Linked DNA regions of Gossypium hirsutum: region 1 is linked to region 2. Evidence: chromatin contacts called from public Hi-C data. All regions are on one chromosome and are shown on one strand. Each heading gives the region's core, a stretch centred on a gene start, on an enhancer-like site or on the middle of the called end of the contact. The rest is flanking DNA. Distances are from core to core; before and after follow the strand shown. Region 1 has its middle 7.5 kb from the start of LOC107889586. Region 2 overlaps LOC107926805 (putative lysine-specific demethylase JMJ16).

The links. A called contact is a pair of places that touch in the nucleus more often than the background predicts.
Region 1: a Hi-C map of leaf shows a contact between it and region 2, with 1.7 times the contacts expected there. The contact joins two enhancer-like sites. A contact is called at or near these places in 3 of 34 Hi-C or Micro-C datasets (callus and leaf).

Annotation. Positions count from the first base shown.
Region 1 is chrA11:106,940,018-106,943,419 of Gossypium_hirsutum_v2.1, forward strand. No RefSeq gene overlaps it. Among protein-coding and RNA genes, the nearest start is that of LOC107889586, 7.5 kb to the left of the region's middle. Within about 2 kb of position 1,889, at least 1 of the 9 cell types and tissues checked has an H3K27ac peak or open chromatin away from gene starts, as enhancers often do. A contact at or near this core is called in leaf, where this site is marked.
Region 2 is chrA11:106,822,156-106,825,885 of Gossypium_hirsutum_v2.1, forward strand. LOC107926805 (putative lysine-specific demethylase JMJ16) reads left to right here. Exons shown (of 14, transcript XR_005904985.1): 10 at 1-330; 11 at 424-527; 12 at 1,105-1,302; 13 at 1,487-1,951; 14 at 2,308-2,717. Among protein-coding and RNA genes, the nearest start is that of LOC107926805, 11 kb to the left of the region's middle. Within about 2 kb of position 2,371, at least 4 of the 9 cell types and tissues checked have an H3K27ac peak or open chromatin away from gene starts, as enhancers often do. A contact at or near this core is called in leaf, where this site is marked.

The DNA.
Region 1 (3,402 bases), core at 639-3,138, 120 kb after region 2:
TAAATGGAGGGCCAAAAATAATTTTTTTAAAAAAATTAGAGGACCAAATAAATTATTATGACTATTGAGGGTTGATTTACAAAGAAAAAGAATAGTTGAAATAATTATATCAAAGTATTATTTTGTCCAAAATAAGTTAAAATAAGTTTGAAGTCATTTAAAATCCATTTAATTTGTTGAAAATAACAAGATGTGTAAAATTTTTATCCAAAACTAATTATAATAAGATTAAATAGTTGAAATAAAATGATTTTAAAATAAGATAATAGAATTTGAGTATAACAAGTAATGTTAGGAGATAAATTAAATAGCAAAAGTAATTATAAAATAAAACCTAAAAAAGAAATACAAAATTGGAGATTTGAAATTCGACTCTTGAGTGACATCTTTTTCAAATTAAGTTAATTAAAGTTATATAAATTTTTGGAATCTATCACTTGGATTAAATTTTAAATTAATAAAAAATTATCCAAGTATTAAAGCTAAAAGTTCAATTTTACTAACAAATTATAATTTAATTGCAGCTTCTTGCGAAAAAGAAAAATGGGATTTATGATTTACTAGGAAACTTAATTAAGGTTGCAAAAGAAATGAAAATTTGTAGATTTTTGTTTTGTGAATAAATTCTCCATAAAAATAGAAAAGTCGTTGGGACCCATTCCAATATGGAATATGCTTTTGCTCTATGAAAAGCATCTTTTGACTTGTGTTAAATTATCCTGCTTCAAAATTGCCGCCTTCCTAACAAAATGCCACAATTTCTGCTTCATCTCTCTCTGTTTCTTTATCATTATTATTATTTTTTGCTAAACTTTTATAATTTTATCTATTTCTTATTATTTTATTATTAAATTATTGTGAAAAACTTTCATTATTATTTTATTAAATCACATTTATATGAGTTAACTAATAAAAAAATGATTACTTTCCTTTGAAAAAATCAATTATTACATGACTTTAATATAAACATAGTGGCATCCCAACTTCAATTCTCACCCTTGTAAATTATTTGTATTATTTTTAAACTTTTTACCATGTGGATATTCTCTAGAATTATTTTAATTTGAACTTAAATATATTTTAATTATTAATCTGATGCGCCGCTTAATTCTAATATATATGGTTTATAATTGTACTTTTAAGCTTTTTATTGAATAATCTTAAAGCCCTTTTTTCTATCAATTTGAGGAATTTATTTATTTATTAAATATTTTTCACTCAAAATCAAATCAATTATTTGTTGATTTCATTAATAACAAGTATACTTCTTATCATTAAGCCAAACTTTATTAAGTAATTCTTTTTATTAATTTGATAAATTTTAAAATTTATTTTTGAAATATTTCTTACAAAAACTAAATAAATTTTAAAAAAAGGGTAGAAATTGTTTAAAAAAAAATTAAACCCGAGTTCAATAATTTAAATATAATGCAAATAAAAAAATTCCTAATCATCATTAAAGCTTTCCAACAAACTATTAAAGATCGATATGTTGTAAATTAAACTCTTCACTCTTCAATTTTTTATATTTTCTTAATAGTCAAACAATTAATCATAATATAATTGGTAGATAATACATAATTAATATAGATGCTTTATGAAATATACTTAATTAAAAGTAAAGTAATAAATTTCCTATTTGCCTTATTGGTTAATTGGATAAAAGTAATTCAATATAAAATTTAACTGATTACTGGACAGATTCCTTTAAAAAAAATTTAAGTCTTTTAATAGAGGATGTATCCCTTTCTTTATGGATTTATAGTCAAATCTCAGTCACTTAAGGAACAAGAATTTTAGTCAAAAGAGTTATGTGTAAATGTGATCAAACATTACACTCTCTTTTACTTTACACTGAAGTTGGACTGTTTCCAAGTTGAGATTTTCAATTTTGGATATAATTTTACTAAAATCAAGGCCCATACATTTTGGGTTGTCACTTCAACTCAAAGGACTGTCCCCCCACTAAAACTTTTTTTTTTTTTTTCTCTTAGTCACATATATGAAACAAAATAAATTTAGTCATAGATGCCATATATTATGGGAACCCATGAATTTTAATTTCAACATCACTTATTTGACTTGTAAATATTTTGTTTTAGGTCTCAAATTCTACCATACCAACTTTTTCTTTATGATAAATGTCTACTACACCAACATTTTATTTAAGGATGGGTAAATAATTCTTGTTAGTTAAAGTATTAGGATTAAAGTAATTTCGTTTTTTATTATTATTAAATGAATCAGTTTAATTTTTATATCGTTAAAAAGAATCAAATAAGTTCAAAATATAATAGAGTTAATATTTATTAGATAAAAAATACCTTGAAAGTTAATTCTTTTCAAGTGCAGTTTAGTTTCAAACAGAATATTTTATTTACAGAACGATTAAGATTTTAAATATATTAAGTATGTTAAATAATAAATGATATTTTTAAAATAATAAATGTTAACTCTATTCCAATTTGGTCTTATATAATTGTGTAATGATGTTTTTTAGACAAGTTATCAAAATTGTATAATGTGAATCATTAATATTTAATATATCAAATTTTATACTCTTTAATTTTTTTAATTAAATATATAAAATGTATAATGGTTTGTTTAGCCCTCTAACTTTTCAGAAAGTCATTTTAGCATTTCATTTAATTTTTCACCTCTTTTAGACCTTAAATTTGTATTGTTTATCAAATCATCCCAAAATATATGAAAAGAATTAATGTATGTTAACATTATTGATTGATGTATTATTTTGTATTCAACTTAAAGAGAATTGTGTCAAATGTGTACCCAAATATTTCATATTCATCTTCTTAAAAATCCTCTTTATCTATCATTATTATTTCCAATATTTATTTTCTTAAATACAATAGGTTTGAAGAATATCTAATATTCATCTTCTATTATTGTCTCTTACATACAATAAGATTAGCAAGGGATTTAATAATAAATATTGCCAATTGCAAATTATTGGAAACTAGAATGTTTTGCCCATGACCAAGGGTTTGGTAATCATGTATTTAAATATTTGTTAATATTGGTATAGATTGAATATTTAATTTTTTTTATTATACCCCATATATATATATATATTAAAGATGATTATATTGGTATAAAATGTCTTCAGCCAAATTATGATCCTCATCATTTTATTATATTTAAATTTGAGATTTAGTTTTTATATTTTTATTTCATAAACTTTAATTTCTCTACTATTCTATCTTGATGGAAATTTTCTATATTAGAATACTTTTCTTAAAAAAATTCACAGTAATGTCTTAATCTGATTTAACAATAAATTATAATATATAGAGTTTAATTTTTATATCATCTAGGGGATTAATGGAGAATTATCTCACACTTTAACAATACTTTAAGAAGATGAAATTGAAAATATACAGC
Region 2 (3,730 bases), core at 1,121-3,620:
CTAATACCATAGAGATGGATAATAACAAGAATAATCTGTTCACTGGTGAAAGCAGCCTTCAGCATCTGGTGCCTTGGGGAAGTGAAAAAGTTGACAAGGATAAGCATGAGAAGATGGGAGCCGTTGCCTCTGCAAATTTAGTTGACAACACAAGAACTAATGTAGGTGGGCCGTCTTGCTCTCAAAATAATGTTGACAGAAATGTCCGGCAGAAAGGTCCTCGCATTGCTAAGGTAGTGCGTAGGATCAACTGTAATGTTGAGCCTCTGGAATTTGGAGTTGTGCTCTCTGGGAAATTATGGTGTAACAGCCAGGCCATTTTCCCAAAAGGTTAGTTGCATTGGTGTTTACTAAGGCTGATGCATGTCAATATGCTAAGTATACTAGCTAGATGTATTCACTCGGTTATTCTAATCAATGCAGGATTTAAGAGCCGGGTTAGGTATATTAGTGTTTTAGATCCAACAAATATGGCATACTATGTCTCAGAAATTTTGGATGCGGAGAGGGATGGACCTCTGTTCATGGTAATTGAAAATTTTATGGTATCAATTATGTTTTTGTACCACTATCTTATTAATTGGACATTTTTATCTCTTACCTGAAAAAATGTTAAGTGTTTTTACTACATTTTTATCTCTTACCTGAAAATGTTGTTCTTACTCATATGCCTTCATGATTTTGGGAACTCATAGTAGACACGGACAGATTTATCTTCGTTCCTGAATTATTTGTCTCTGATGTTCATTGTGTTGATCTTTGCAGAGAGCAAGAAAGTAGCTTATGTATGCAATGTATCTTAATGATATTTGATTGTTAGGCAGAATTGACTGAATCTTGCCATCTGATCTATAGGAAACAAATCACTCCTCTTGTTCTCTAGCAGACTTGATTGTTTTAGATAATAGTATAATTTTCTAAACAAATACCATTTGGAGTGCTTGCTGTCATCTTTTCATCTGATGAATTTTAACTTCTATTTTAAAAGTTATCTTCCAACTTAGTTTTGAATTTCATCTTTGGTTAGAGCAAAGTGGGCAAATAATGACCAGAAATGTATTGTTCTTTAAGCATGCATGGCCTTAAATGTTGATTTGGTTTCAGGTATCTGTGGAGCACTGTCCCAGTGAAGTATTTGTTCATGTTTCAGCTGCCAGATGCTGGGAGATGGTGAGGGAGAAAGTTAATCAAGAGATAACGAAACAACATAGACTAGGAAGGACCAACCTCCCACCATTGCAGCCTCCTGGTAGCCTTGATGGGTTTGAGATGTTTGGTTTTTCTTCACCAGAAATTGTGCAGGTAAATTAGTTTTTACATTATTATATGAAAAATGTTGGTCAACTAGGTTATTTTAACTGTTTCTCCCCTCTCCCTTTATGCATTGACTATTATTAATGGCTTAACAGTTTGATTTTATGGTAAATGCTTAACTCTGACATTTGAAGTAAAGACTCATTTCTCGTATGGTTTAAACATAAACCAGGCCGTTGAGGCAATGGATCGCAATCGAGTTTGTATGGAGTATTGGGACTCTCGGCCTTACTCTCGGCCTCAAGTGCAGTTCCTACAACATTCTCATACCCCTAGTAATGGTGTCAACTTGCTTAGAACATCTGGGGAACAAAATAATGCAGGGGCTCCTCAGAACAAATGCCTGCCCAGTGAAGTTGACACACTACTAGGTTTATTCAAGAAGGCAAGCTCTGAAGAATTAAGCTCACTTTGTAGCATATTAAGTGACAAAAGGTCTCCCGAGGATGTAGACCGTGTGGCTCAACTCCTTAAGGAGGAGATTCGCAGTCGTCGACCTACATGATTGAAAATTTTTTTTTGGTGATTCGGATTCAAAATTCGAGTCGATATATCCCACATTTTTCGTCACTGTAAATATCAATATCCTGCCTTCACACTGCACGTACAGCCTCCATTCAACCCACCATTCTTTCAGGTAAGAAGAGTGATAAGAGTAGGTTATTTTCCGGTGGGATTTTTGCATACTGACTGATTTTTGTAGCATAAGAAAGAAAAATGCCTTCTGAAAGTTCAACTGGTCGATTTTCGAAACCATCTAATGTCATGTTGGCCTCCAATCTTCAGCGGCTACCACAATCTGCAATTCTGCATTTCCACTTAAAACCATTTTAATTTCACTTATTTTCATTAAAAAAAGGTTAAATATGGGCCAAAGGATCAGTCTGTATACAGTTCTGATATAAGGAAAAAATATAATTATTGTATTTCTCACTAAAGTTATTTTAGTTTTACATTAGATCATGTCTACCTTTTTTTCAAACCAATCTGCAGAATGTGTCACGGTCTGCCTAAGTAGGGCCATTCTTGGTGCTACAAGTCCGAAATGGTGTGCGTGCAAGAATGAGTTGGGGGGCTGCCGGAATGTTTCGGGATACCCCAGAAGTGTTGACCTAGTCAATTGAGGTGAGAGGCTAAGTTGCATGAGGATCAAACACCTTACCAAATCCTTTTTAAACGTTTCCTGGTCTTTTGTTTCTCTCACTCCTCTTTTCTTGTTTCATTCTTTCGTTCTCTTTTCAACTCCTTGCAATTGTAGCGTCTTTCTAACATATTCTTCTATAGAAATCACAACCTACCGATGCACGTAGACTCTGTAATATCCCAAATTTTCAATACAACATTTGGTATCGTTGAAAATAAGTTAGCTAAAAGAGAGATCAAGGAATTAATTTCATATTTGAGATGGAAAGAGTTGCAATTTTGTCAAATTGAGAAAATGCGAATTAATAATGATTATTTGACATGGGAACGATATGGAATATGTAGTGATAGGATGAGGATCACATTTGAACTAAATTGGATAAGATTTGAAAGTAAAAGGATCAAATAATAATTTTACCGTGAAGAGAAAATAAGTTTAATTTTTATTATTGTGGACTTATGTTAAAGAATAATTATGGTTTATGAAGTTTGGATATATTACGTATTAAATTTAATGTCAACAAAAAGTGGTAAGAAACTGTTGAAGTGTAAAATTTTCGTATAAGGGTATTTTAGTTATTTCACATTAGATTTATGTTTTAGAAATATTTTAAGTGGAGATATTATATGGTTGGGATCAAATTTGTGCCATTGGATGTGTTGATAACATGGTGAGTAAATGTGGATTACACAAATTTTATTTGGACTCTGACCAACTTTGACTTGAATTATTTTTAGGGTTAAAAAAAAAATCCTTTCGCCTCTACAAGTTGACCTCCTCTCTTGTGAAATGGAAAATTTCCCTTCTCTTTTTCTTGCTTTTTCTCAAAATCAAGTTAATTTTCAACACCCAAATTTTGATTTCTGGTTAAAGTCACTTAGAAAATCACTTCCTAAACTCATTTCCACTGTATCTTTTTCATCCAAGTTCAATGTTTCATGAATTTAATGAGAGAAAATTGAAAATAGTGAAAAGAAACTTCAAATAAGATAAGAAATTATGTTTCTATCATTCCTACTTTCTACATTTGGGATTTTTGTTGTCAGAAAGCTAATAAGCTTGAGTATTGATATTTTGTTGTATTTTTTAATTTTTGAGAAAAAAATTCATAAATATAAAGATAATACATTTCAACGCACTTGAATTCATATATTCCTATATTGGTAACAATGCCCATGCTAATCGAGCTAAGAATCAATCGACACTAACTTTATCTTTGATACCATAAATATATGTTTGGATAAATTGTGAAATGAATGATTAAAAGTATTA